Regions from separate parts of the Danio rerio genome. Here region 2 is linked to region 1. A link is a contact called in public Micro-C data. All regions are on one chromosome and are shown on one strand. Each heading gives the region's core, a stretch centred on a gene start, on an enhancer-like site or on the middle of the called end of the contact. The rest is flanking DNA. Distances are from core to core; before and after follow the strand shown.

Evidence for each region. A called contact is a pair of places that touch in the nucleus more often than the background predicts.
Region 2: a contact with region 1 is called in a Micro-C map of caudal fin, with 5 times the contacts expected there. The contact joins the promoter of nprl2 here to the promoter of ddx17 in region 1. A contact is called at or near these places in 1 of 18 Hi-C or Micro-C datasets (caudal fin) and 2 of 4 datasets of contacts at active chromatin or transcription factors (embryo and gastrula embryo).

What each region holds. Positions count from the first base shown.
Region 1 is chr6:20,541,316-20,548,427 of GRCz12tu, reverse strand. It overlaps ddx17 (DEAD-box helicase 17), which reads right to left and starts at 4,410. Exons shown (of 13, transcript NM_001326391.1): 1 at 3,991-4,410; 2 at 3,648-3,804; 3 at 1,989-2,085; 4 at 1,399-1,532; 5 at 1,238-1,303; 6 at 946-1,087. The coding sequence starts at 4,046.
Region 2 is chr6:20,692,849-20,699,960 of GRCz12tu, reverse strand. It overlaps nprl2 (NPR2 like, GATOR1 complex subunit), which reads left to right and starts at 4,086. Exons shown (of 11, transcript NM_001045847.2): 1 at 4,086-4,224; 2 at 6,031-6,122. The coding sequence starts at 4,147.

The DNA of each region.
Region 1 (7,112 bases), core at 3,161-5,660:
GGGAGTAGACCAAGCATTACAAAAATGATCATGACCAAAAATGTTCAGCATAATTGATTGAATGGAACAGGACTCTACATTGTAACCATGTTTGTAACTGAAAACTACATTTATAAACATTCAAGCATATACACATCCAATCGGGCAAGTTTAAAAATAATAATTAATACCATTCTCAGAATAACTATGTATATATATTTTTTCAAAACAACATTGATATATTGTCAACTTGGAATTATAAGGTTCTATAAGCATTCTGAACGATTTTGAGCTTTAATGTTTTTGGATTTCATAGCAAACAGTATGTGTGCAACATTTGTTTTTTGTTTTTTTAATTCTTAAAATGTAAACAACTTATAAAAGAAAATGCCATAATGTAAAAAAGTTGTTATTTATTAAAAATATGTTAATAACTCAATTTTGACAAAAATGTCAGATAGAACCTTCTAATTCTAAGGTGTTGATATAGTTATAATAGTTTTCCTCTCTCCCATTATTATTACACAAGCTACAAAAAAAGGACGTAAACTTATTTTGCAGATTAGCATCCACACAATACAATTTTGCATGTGAAAGATGCTTGTAAAAGAGTTTGTTGTGTGTAGTGGTGAAACACTAGTAGTGCTTAACCAAGAATTTAGTGATTTTTGTATACATCAGTGCAACACAAGTGCTACTGTTTACACTAAAGGAGGGGTTAGAGATAGACCAATTAAAAATTATTAAGAGTGGATGAGAAAATATAATGCAGCACACTAATAATCACAACTTAAAGTATACACACACAAAATATTAAAAAAGGAACCAACATCATGCTGTCATTAATTTACTTATTTTATTTACTGTGAAGTTCACTCACTCCTCAAGCCCTCAAATAAAAGGTAGATCTCTAAAAGTTGGAATATATAGAAATGTTGAACAATTAGATGTTTTCTGTTCCCATACCTCTTTCTAAATCTCTGATCTGTGGCCCTTTAGGGGCTCCTCCATACACACAGGTACTCTTGATCCGGGATGATTTGCCATAGTCGAAAGCCACTTGCTGCACCTGCTGAGCTAATTCACGTGTAGGTGCCAACACAAGACACTAAACAAAAAAGACAGTGTTATTGACGAACACATTAACAAAGCACTTATGTGTGGTTCGAGAGTACAATAAATTACAACAGAATATCATTAGAATTCAAAATCAGAATCTAATTTTTATTTTTATGGTAAATGTTGAATGGCAACTTACGATGGGCCCATCCCCTCTTTCCAGATATGGCTGATGGTTAATGTGGACTATGGCAGGCAACAGATACTGTGAAGGACATTGAAATGAGCAAGCTTGAGTGTATTTAGAATGTTATTTGACACTTTTTAGCAGTCTGTTGGTTTTAGGTATGGGACTCTTACAGCCAGTGTTTTTCCAGAGCCAGTTTGAGCAATGCCCACCATGTCCCTGCCACTGAGAGCTAGAGGAAAACCTTGAGCCTGGATAGCAGTGGGCTCTTTAAAGTTCTGCTGCAGAAGCACATCCATTACATACTCTGAAAAAAAAATACATTTGTATCACTTGTATTGTTTTGTGCTTTGACCATTAAATAAAGAAAATAAATACACTCATTGAATAGAAACGAAAATTAGGTTTGTCAGCTGACAAACATTTGTCACTTTTGTGAATAATCAAAAACATGTATTCTTATGGACCCTTTTCACAAGACTTGAAAGTTTTTAATATTTTGATTTTAAAAAGATGTATTAACATTTAAATGTATTATATCATCTTTACATCAAATTACAACAAAACAAATAACCGTTTGTAATACAGAGTGTATAGGCCGGACATTAAATTTGCTGTTGTTTTCTCTTTTGGCTGCTTTTTTCAGTTTCACTACTTTTTTTTCCGTTTTCTGAAAGTCTTGATAATACCAGTGTTTCTTTTATTATTTCAGCAAACAGGATAAAATGTGAAAACTGGTTATTTAAATCTGAATTAAACTCACGAGGAAACTGAGCTTGATGAAAGTTGGTGACAGGTTTTGGACAGCCAGAGCCTCTGACGGTGATCTCTCGCTTTCTGCGATATTCCTCTACATCATACTATAAAACATACAAAGACAAATATAAATGCAAAAATAAAAGCAATAGCAGAACACAGAAGTTCCCTAAACCAATTAAAGGGCAATCATTTAACACTTTAAATGTATAATAAATAAATGCGTAAAGAAAACTTATTTCAGACTCAACCATGGTTTAATTTTTTTATTCGTTACATGATCATGACAGCTAAAATGTTTTTAAATGCTCTTTGCATGTATTTGTTTTTTTTGTTTCATTCTTAACGCCATTCCAGTTGTTAAAATAAGCCTGGGTTTAAACCATAAGGTTTCAATAAGAAAGAGGATCTAAGCATTATTGGTCAATTGTCGTACTCTACAGCATTTATTTTCTGGTGGAAACGAGATGATAACTAAATAAAAACAGTTCTGAGTGACAGAATCTATAATGAAAAAGTGATCTTTTTCGCTAATGGATAAAGACAAAACAAAAATGTTAGGAAGGAACTAATTGGAAAGAGACCCAGGCAAAACTCTGAACAAATCTATGAACTAAAATACCTAACAGCTAAACCTGCAGCAAAATAAATGTAATATTCTAAATTTATAATCATGCCTAGGCACTGCATGCTTACTCCAGTAGTTCTTACTCATTTAGGCCCACACGGAATCTGCGCGCACAGCATTCTGCAGATTTTTAGCCCATCATTAATTCTGTTTATTTACTTGATTAAATGTGTGTAAATCTATATTTATTCGTTTTTTAAATTAATTGCAATAATATTATTGACTATTATGAAAATGATCATCTGATTTATGTGCAATGCAGTTTGTACAGTAAAATTTTCTGTCTTTAAGTAGATATATTATATGATACACTTGCTTTATTTACCAAATAAAGTGAATCTAATTGGATTTGCATTGTAAACATTAAATAAAAAAAGACATTATTTTTTTATTTCATATATTAAGGTTTTAGTTATGATACTCCTAAAATAATTCCACAAAAATCCGCAGATTTTTAACAAAATTCTCCACAGAAATAGCAAAAAACGTCCGCATGTTCCCTCTTGCCCTACTCATTCATGCCAAATTTATGATCATTGCATTACAGACGGGATGTGCATGAATCTAATGCATGTGCTGCAGTGGTACAGTTGACTACAGTAATTCCAGCTATCCTTTCATGATATTCTGCAAAGAGGAATCTATACGCAATATCTAGATTAGCAATACTTAATATTATATTTATTTTACAGCAGATTTAGCTCTAAGTTTTTTCCATGCCATGCGGTTAATAACCCCAGTTAAAATACACCTTAATGTTCATGTATTCACAGTTCATAAGAGCAAAGTCATTATTTCAAGCTTTTGATAAATCACAACTTCAACTTTTTAAGTCATCGTTTTTCTCAGAGAACAGAAATGGGAATTCCATACACGCCAGCTTCCATTAACCATATTTGATCATTTTATAATGAAGTTTAATAAAACCGATTAAAACAATTTAGGACGTTTTTCCACCAGAAATGTAACGTTAATCAAGTAAAAACAGTCCGTTTCAAAATTACAGAAACGAAACTTTAGTAAATTGATGAAACTTACCTGACTCATGTGATGTACTTCTGGGTTTTCATTGTAGAAGTTCTTCTCAAACTTGGGTAGTTGGTCCAGGTCCCATTTCTTTTTCCTCAGCCGATCTCCCGGATTCCCAAACTTCTTCGGTGGGGGTGGGACAGCTCGACTAGAACCAAAGCGAGGCCTGTGGAAGATTCACGTCTTTTACCTCGAGTCATTTTCCTTCCAGTTATGAGCACCGTTTCAGAATAGTGTAAAACCAGTAGCTAAATTTGTTAACTTGGACATTGTACATCACATATCCATAAAAATGGCATTAATACATTGTAAACACACATGGACAAACAAGTTCCAATAAACAAAGGCCCACCCTCTATCCCGTCCTCGATCTCTGTCTCTGTCTCCATATGAGGAACTTCCTCTCATTTTTTACCTTGTCGTCAGGTAATGTTAAAGCTGAATAAAAAAGCTTTTTTTCCGAGTAAGTTACTGCACAAAAAAAAAGTAAGTTATCGTTATCTAGTTTGTAAAAAATGTTTTTTTTCTAATAATCGGTCGTGATATGTTTAATTACACAAATATAGTATGCGGATTGTCCATTAAACTGTTTACGGCCGCATGAAAACTAAGCTTCTACAATCAAACGCGCAAAAATACATCAGCGTTGTGCCAAAACAACAACAACATCTCAGTGCGGCCATGTACTTAAAATGTCGTCTATCTCTAGGCAAGTATGTGTCCGCCCCGTTTAATTTCGTTACTTTTAGCACGTAAGCCTCTATCGAGAGTGTATGAATAACGCAACTAAAAAGGCGTAGTCTGGTAAAGAATTCGCGTAGGGCCGTAAAACCGGAAGTCGCCTCCCTGAGTAACACAATTTACATTAAATAGTATTTTAAACGATGAACCATGCACAGATGCAGGCAAACAAACCAGTGCACTCGTGGAATTGATCAGAAATAAATAGACAGACTTTTGAAATAGAAGTTTGATAGACAGAATATAGCCAGTATGTAAAAAAAACAGGATCAGTTGTCTTCAAACTCCATTACAGTAGGCGGCGATGTGGCATTTAAACTTGGTTCGCAACCCACCATTTAATGCATAGAAGAAGAGCTTATATTCGCCCAATCAACGTTACATCAAGTAACCTTTTTGATGCAATAACAAAGCCATTGTAATGTATATGAAACAGACAAATATACTGTATAAAAACCATACACATATTTTTTACAAAAGGGGAAAATACATTACATTTATTAGGACATCAAATAATTGTTTGATGATACATCTTACTCCATCCGACACATATCTTGCAAAAGACGTGTTGACAAGAGACGATCCAAAGGGTGTTTAGTGGGTGTAAAGGTACAAACTAATGTACAAGCACTGCGACGAAAGCACACCTCCGTGGTCTTGTTAAGAAGATTCAAAAGTGCATTCAAATATAAGTTTTTCGAACCCTACACCCGTCATCCCTCAAAACACTTTGAATGGATTCAGGCATGATGAGCACCACTTGCTTATGAATGAAAAGCAGCGTCGAAAACACTTTCGGAGGTTGCAGCCTTGGAAACGCTATCATTGCGCTACCTGCTGGCAGATTTAGAATTTTCATCGCCAAAATGAAAAGACTCAAAGTTGTTTATTTTCATATGCACAGTAGGGACGGGTACAATGAAATTCTTACTCAAACTTATACATGAACAAGGAGATGTAAAATAGTTATTTCTCTTGCAAGTTTACTTATATTGAGAAAATGTGGGTTTGCATGAAATCAATGGATACAACCAAAGAAAAGCAAAAAATTATTGTAGTTTATCTTTAAAAAAAGTTGTCACAATGCAGCAAAAATATCACTTATTTGTTTGTCTAAAAGAGAATACATGGGACAAATTCAGCAAGAAATGGAGACAAATATAAAGGAGGTTTAAGCCATTTTTGCTTATAAAAATGAATTTACATGTCACTCACTAAAGCCAGACTGTGTTTGCTTAAAAAATAAAATCAGTGTCTTAAAAACTGCTCTTGCTACACACAGTACATGCTGAATCTTTTTTTTTGGATCACAATTGAAAAGCAGTGGTTGCTACTATTTTAAATGAAAGAGTACATGCAAATCTTCATTTGTTTATAAAAAGAGATTTTTTTTGAGTAACTTGTTTGATTTTAGGTTTGATTTAAAATGTTGTCTTCAATCTCATTTTGTTAAAAGTGAAATCCACTTCTGCTGGGGAAGCTGGGGTCCGAATTCTTATGAAGTTGTGGTGTGATAAAGGGTCTGAGAGGCCATTTGAGTACAGTGAACTCATAGTCATTTTCAAAAAACAAGTCTGAGATAATTCACGCTTTATGACATGGCGCATTATCCTGCTGAAAGTAGCCATCAGAAGATGGGTACACTGTGGTCATTAAGGGATGGACATGTCTGCAACAATACTCAGGTAGGCTGTGGCATTTAACACGATGCTCAATTGGTACTAATTGTCCCAAGGTGTGCCAAGAAAATATTCCCTACACCATTACACCACTACCAGCAGGCTGAACCATTGATACAAGGCAGAATAGGTGCCTGATTTCATGTTGTTGATGCCAAATTCTGACCCTACCATCTGTATGTTGTAGCAGAAATAGAGACTCATCAGACCAGGCAACATTTTTCCAATTTTGGTGAGCCTGTGCAAAGTGTAGCCTCAGTTTACTGTACTTAGCTGACAGGAGTTGTCATCCGGTGTGGTTTTCTGCTGCTGTAGCCCATTTGCCTCAAGGTACGATGTGCTGTGCTTTCATAGATGCTCTACTGCATACCTCGGTTGTAATGAGTGGTTATTTGAGTTATTGTTGCCTTTCTATCAGCTCAAACCAGTCTAGCCATTCATCTCTGACATTAACAAGGCATTTGCAACCACAGAACTGCTCTCACTAAATTTTTTTATTTTTCGGACCATTCTCTGTAAACCCTAGAGATGGTTGTGTGTGAAAATTTAATTAGATCAGCAGTTTCTAAAATACTCAGACCAGCCTGTCTGGAACCAACAAAAGTACCATGTTCAAAGTCACTTAACTTCCCATTCTTCTCTATGCTGATGCTCGGTTTAAACTGCAGCAGATTGTCTTGACAATGTCTACATGCCTAAATGCATTGAGTTGGCTAATTAAAATTTGCATTAACAAGCAGGTGGACCTGTGTAGCTAATAAAGTATATATATATTATTGTATAATTGTACAACACAAATGCACAAGAACAAAACACTCTAAATAGACTCTAAGACTAAAGAGACTAAAGAAATATTCTAAAGAAAATTGTAAGACAATACTGGATTGATTTTTCTTTATTTATTTAAAATTTTTTGCACTTCCTTGGAATATGTTCATCTGTTTACAAGGAAGAAATTAAAAAAGTTCTGGTTTCTAAAAACTGTATAAAATACAGTTCAGTTATTACAATTCAATCCAAAAATATCAGTGCAGTGAAGGACAACGGGTCAAAT
Region 2 (7,112 bases), core at 2,837-5,336, 150 kb before region 1:
CACACCAGACGCGGAACGCGCGGATAAATCACGCTATTCGCGCGTAAATAGCCGCGTGAACATTTGAGTTTACTCGCTTCATACACGCGTCAAACCCCGCTTCATTCGAACTTCAGCGAAGTTTAGGCTCACCTAACTCGTGTAGCAGCAGAAAAACAAATCAAGGCTCACACAGGTCGCATCCCACATCTTGTGCTTTATTCTTCTTTCACGATATATTACAGAAAATAACTTAATCCGAGCATCAGAGAAAAAGAAAAAGAAAGTCCCGCGCACATGCGCTTGTTACAGAAAGTTCACACACACACAGACACACACAAAGACGATCTCTCTTAAAGGAGCCGCACTCCATTTTCACTCGTTACAGACACATGTCAGATTTTATTTTAGAGAGCAGACAGGTTGACTGACTGTTCACACAGCAGAAAAGCGCATGCTTGTACTGGCGTGACGTGGAGCCGATCCGCAAATCGCAGCACATTATGATGATGACCAATCAGAGTCACTTGAGGGCGGGCCTTTCAGAGGAACTATGAAATTTATCAGTCATTTTCATGTTAGCTGAGTAGAAGTAGATAATTAAAGTGTGATTTATAAAAAAATTACATGATTTCCTTCAAGTGAAACATGAGCTTTGTATCTTATAAACACAACCAAGCCTTAACACGTGAACGGGGAATTTGTGAAGCAGCCATATACCTGTGCCTTTGTTACAGTGTTTCACCTAGTGTTCCTTGCTTAGTGTGCTTTGCTTTTCATTCATTACTACACGCGATATATATCCGGTAGGCTCCGCAATTTTGATGTCATAATTAAAGTCCCCAAACAACTTAATTCATTCAACAAATCAAACCATATACAAAATACAACAAAATAACAAAACAAATTATAAATTATAAACAATAAAGTAACACATTATTTCAAGTTTCGTTACAGGCGTAGTAGGTTGTTTCATCAAACTAATTAGCTTGGGGGTAATTTCTGGTTGCTCACCCATCTCCATCTAAGAAAAAGGGGTATAACTACTATAATAAAATTGTACAGCCTCCACTAGAGTCAATCCCGCCACATTCTGGCAAAGTCGGCAGGATAGGGCTGTTTTTCAAAGACAGTTATCCTTAACTACTTTGCTTGCTTTTACACATTATTTATTAATTGTGGGCAAATAATAATCATTTATTTTTGGTGTGGTCATAGAACATTGTGATAAAATTTGAGAAAACAAATCTTTAGTGTTGAGTGTGTGAAGTAAAATTAATTGCAATGCGACACTATGGAACCACAACCCATTTGCTCATGCTCCTTGAGCAAGCTCATAAACAACATAAAAAGGCCCAAGGACTGTTTACTCAACTATAAGAAAAACCAGTTGAATTTGAAATGAAGAACATATTACAATGTATGTTTACAAATTTGTAATTAAACATGAGTAAAGTTTGTTTTAAAGATGTATATTAAGTAACAGAATTTAATTATATATATATATTTAAAGTATATATATATATATATTTTTTTTTTTTCTTTACTCAAAAACCAATATAGAAAAGTAAAATAACTCATAATCTTAGTTCAAGGGAACAAATTATATTAACATTTAGGTACAGGACATGCACATTTAAGGGTAACTCTCTGGAAAAGACATTTATGGTTTCAAAACACAATTAATATGGATTGCTAAAGTTCAAGGGTTAGACAATAAAACTAAATCAGTGGCCAATTTAGTGTTGGCGGTTTCATGGCTAAATTTCAGACGCTGGTGACCTTCATGAGTCTTCATTCATCTTCATTCCACCAGTAAGATCAGAGTGTAAAGATTTAATTAGCAGAGTATTAACAGAGTTTTACTAAAATTGGTGAAGAACCACATCCAGCCCCCAAGAAAGTGTTCAACCCAGAACTGGGGGGATCAGTGATGATTTGGGCTGCAATATTATGGCATTGCCTAGGCCCAATACGGGTGCTAAATTTAGCATCACTGCCTAGAACTACCAACACATTCTGAAGGACCATGTGCACCCAATGGTTCAAACATTGTATCCTGAACGCGGGGGCCTGTATCAGCATGATAAAGCAGCAATACACACAGCAAGACTGGTGACATAGTGGTTTGATGAACATCGCAGTGAAGTCATCTCCCATGGCCTGCACAGTCACCAGATCTAAATAGTGTTGAGCACTTTGAGGTTTTTTAGGGGAATGAGTGAACTGGGAATGAGCAATCTCCTGGTTACCTAAACACTATTCTGCGAGAAGAATGGCTCAAAATCCTTCTGGCCACTGTGCAGGACTTTTATTTATCATTCCCGAGATGAACTGATGGTATATCATCGGCAAAAGGAGGTCTGATACCATACTAATAAATTATTAATTTGTTCATTTTCTTTTCAGTTTAGTCTCTTTATTCATTTGGGTTCGCCACAGCAGAATGAACCGCCAACTTATCCAGCATATTTTTTACGCAGCAGATGCCCTTCCATCTGCAACCCATCACTGGGAAACACTCATACACTCTCATTCATACACATACACTACGGACGATTTAACTTACCCAATTCACCTATAGTGCATGTGTTTGGACTGTGTGGGAAACCGGAGCACTTGGAGTAAACCCACGCCAACACAGGGAGAACATGCAAAGTGCTACCCACTGCGCCACCATGCCGTCCCTCTAATGAATTATTGTGCTCTCAGGACTTTCAGTTTCATTGTGCAACTCAAAATTAATTCATATAATATTTAAATAATAATCAGTTCTTCACAATATACACTGTTACTGTTAGACAATTCAGTTTTTTAGATCAATCTCAGCTTTACACATGCAAAAAATGAAATGTGTGGTTATGCTTAGTAAATTTGTAGATTGTGTTTAATAAGCGTGAATTAAAGAGTTTATTTTTTTTTCTAATAAATATCTAATGTTTCTCTACATTGTCACTGTTTCGTGGTCATTTCCACCACACCCTGTCATTTCCATCACAACCTGTCATTTTCATCACCACACACATTTTTAAAAAATACTTAAAGTTATTATGACACATTACAAATTTATTCACAAGTTACGAGTTCATGCTCTATTTAACATATAAATTCAGTTCATTTATTTTGTAATAAGCTTTTAACCAAATAATATTTTAGAGTGTGACAAATGTAGGCTACAATTCAACATTTGGTCCTAATGGACTAATTTATTTCATTGAGAAATGTATAACTATTGTACATTGTGGAAAGATTGGTTAAACTAGAAACAAAAATGATCTTAGACAATGTTTGACTGCCATAATTTATTTCATTTTGAAATAAAAGCTGTAGCCTATATTAAGATGTGGTGGCAATTACATTTGTTCATTTAATAATGGAAAAATGTTAAATATTAACAATTTCTTTTCATATCTCATTCTAATTATCTTCCTCCTACAGATCTTAAAACTAGACAAATTGTTTAAACTTATAAGGCAATACATTACTTTTGAACAAGTTCTTTTTACTCAACTTCACAAAGGCTAAAAATGCCCATAGTTGAAGAATTGCCCTTAAATCAAGCATCATACATAATAAGGAAACATGAGACAGGTTTATGTAACATGTTTAACAAAGGAGACAGTGGAACATGTTTTGAAAAGATGCAAAGCATGAAAATAAAAAGAGAAATCATAAAGAGGAATTGTATACCTTAGGATATCAGGATTTCACATTTAAAAGGTTTATTAAAAGATGTTCTAGATTCAGGGAGAAAATATATAGGTAAATATAGGATTCATTAAGAATAGTGGATTATAAAATAGAATTTAGAAATCCAGTGTCATGACGCTACATCACAGTAAGTGGCCATATGCACCTCAAAAGTTGGTTCGCAACTCGCCATAGAACCAAGAAGAAGAACAGTAAGGCTTGTTTTAGCTATGTTTATAACTTAACGAAAGACGCATGGTTAAGTCACAGAATTTAGTAGTTATATAAAAGAAAAAAAATAATTATTTACTTATTTTTTGATCACAATAAGAAAATATGGGTTAGATTACTCCTGATCTGCACTCCAATCCAGATGGTGGCGGTAATTCTCAAAAAAGCTGGTTGCCAACCGCCATAAAAATTACAACAAGAAGAACAGTATTGTTTTTACATCAACAGAAAACTTTACTTAAAGAAATGGGTACTTACAGACGAATAGACTGTATATTTTTCAGTGAATTTCATCCAACGTTAGGACCAAAGATCACATATCAGGTAACATCACAGAAACCTGTATTTGGGAACAGATGTATGTTTGGCTGCATGGCTTGCAAAAGAGCACAGTACGCACAGCAAGATAATGTTTATCTAGTTAACTGGCTTATCACAGCAAAGTTACGTACATGACGTTTTACTGTGATCATACTTATAAATTGACAAGTCGTAATAAGTTACGACGTCGGGTGTGTTCAGGTTCCTTTTGTCGGCAAAAAATAGTGTTATGCCTACTTTTTATAGATTACAAGAAAATATAGCAGGGTTTGTTAACTTTGCTTATCGAAAAACGAAAAGCCAAGAATTCGCATCAATTTGTCAATGAAAATCCACAAGTGTTTACTTAATATATAGCATTATATTTCTTACTGACACGCCCCCAACTCGGAAACCGTCCATTTAATTTCACTAGTGTCATGGGCAGATGCTATGTTATATAGCATTTATATACTATGTACCAGGGATCTGGAACCTTTTTTCAGCAAAGAGAAATTTCTGATTTTTTTTTAATCAAGTGTTTTTTAAAGGAGCCATTGGGGGTGTGTATATAACAAAACCTTTATTTATTAATAAACAAAACCTTTATTTATGTTCATGCACAACGCAAAAATAAACAAATGTAACGCATCACAATGTATGAACAAAGTGAATTTATTGATTTTTTATTTCTTTTTGCCATCGCCACTAATGAATGTTGTTTGAATTTACATACGGGAGGTTACAATAGAAATGTAAGTTTCTAGCCCTTTATTGGTGTCACGATTCAAATTAAATCACAGCATCACATATGTGCATTGGTTAAAAAGTCATTTTATTGTAAACTGAGTTCATATTCATTTCGCTGTAGAAAACACAATAAAAATGGAATTGTACTTGTACTTTCAACAGGAAACAAATTTCTAGTGAATTTTTTTTAACTTTAAAATATTATTGAAGAGAGACAGCTGGAGAGCCACATGTTTTTGGTCAAAGTGCCACATGTGGCTATATAGGTTTCCTACCTCTGCTATATACCATTGTGCTTATGTAGAACCACTCAATCAGGACTCAGGTGTCAGTTTTTCAGCTCCTTGGAAACGGTTCTTCATACCTTGCTTAAATGATCCTGATGATCAATAAGTTTTTTTTTTTTTAAGTCTTGATTTTTTTACATTTTATGTTCATAAATAAGATACACTTATATATAATGTAATGGTAGTAAAAAAATAAAAAATAAAGTTGACATAAAAAAAAATGTGCAGCACCCATGTGAACGTCTTAAACATTTTATTTGACAAATGCTAACAAGTACATACCAACTTCATCTGCAGTAAAGATACAAAGCAACACGTTCTGTTAAAAGTTGAAATTTTTTTAGTTTTTTCAAATCTCACTGATCAGTACATTTTTTTGGAAGCTAGATGTTTTGCCTAGAATGCAGACAACAGAAAACCATAGTCACCATAATCACCGTCTTACCATATATTGTTAGTAAATACACAGCTGAGTGGGTGAATTCTCTATGGAGAGTTCTGTGTAGGCGGAAGTAAGGATACACAGTGTGGAGTCAAACTGGACACCACGTAACGTCATGTGAAAAGGGTCTAAAACAGCATTGTACATTTAACTCCAACACTTGAATGCACCATTCATTCATTCATATATATATATATATATATATATATATATATATATATATATATATATATATATATATATATATATATATATATATATATATATATATACTTTTTTATGCTTATATCTTTTGAAAATATATATTAAAGTTATTTTACCTTGTTTTTCTTTCTCTATTTTTGATTGAAGGTTCCGGAGGAGTATATTTCAAGGGAACTCTTTGATACTGTACAGGTGTACATCATTACCAAACCTGAACTGCAGAACAAACTCATAACAGTGTACGTACAGAACTTCATCATAACAATTGATCTAATTGTTGCAGTGTTTCTTTGTTTAATATCATTTGTTTTTAGAACCATTGTTTTAGACCAAGCAGAATTCTTCCAGCTATGCTTTAAAATGTGCATTTAAAATTACTTAAATTGCCAAACATTTTGATTTGGAAAGTGGGTTTTTAATAGTGCTGAGCACAAATTAATCGCATCCAATATAAAGGTTTGTGACATAATATATGTGTGTGTACTACTGTGTATAATTTTTATGTATATATATATAAAAATAGATGCATGCATATATTTGAGAAAATGATAAATTATATTTAGATATTAAATAAATGTATATGATACAAAGGATATAAAAATTTAAATACAGTTTCAAGAAACAGTATGTGAACCCTTTGAGATTTTTTGGGTTCCTGCATAAATGAAATTAAATTTACACTAGTCCAACACATTAGTGTGGTTAAACTAATTCCACACAAATATTATGTGTTTTTATTGGACACAACATGTAAACATTTACAGTGCAGGGTAGAAAAAGGATGTGAATCTTCGGATTTAATAACTGGTTGACCCTTCTTTGGCAGCAATAATCTCAACCAAACATTTCCTGTAGTTTTAGATCAGACCTACACCTCCTGTTCAGGAAGGATTTTGGACCATTTCTTTTTACAAAACTGTTTCAGTTCAGCAATATACTTGGGATTTCTGGTGTGAATCACTCTCTTGAGGTCATGCCACTGTATTTTAAATGGGTTGAGGTCAGCATGCTGACTGGGCCAGTCCATTCTTTTGTTAAAGTCATTCTATTGTTGATTTACTTTTATCCTTTGGATTGTTGTCTTGTTGCATCACCTATCCTCTGTTAAGCTTCAGTAGGAGGACAGATGGTCTTACGTTTTCCTGAAAAATGCCTTGATAAAGTTTGGGATTAATTTTTCCAACACAGATGAAGAAAACGCACACACATACACAAACAATACTAAACTA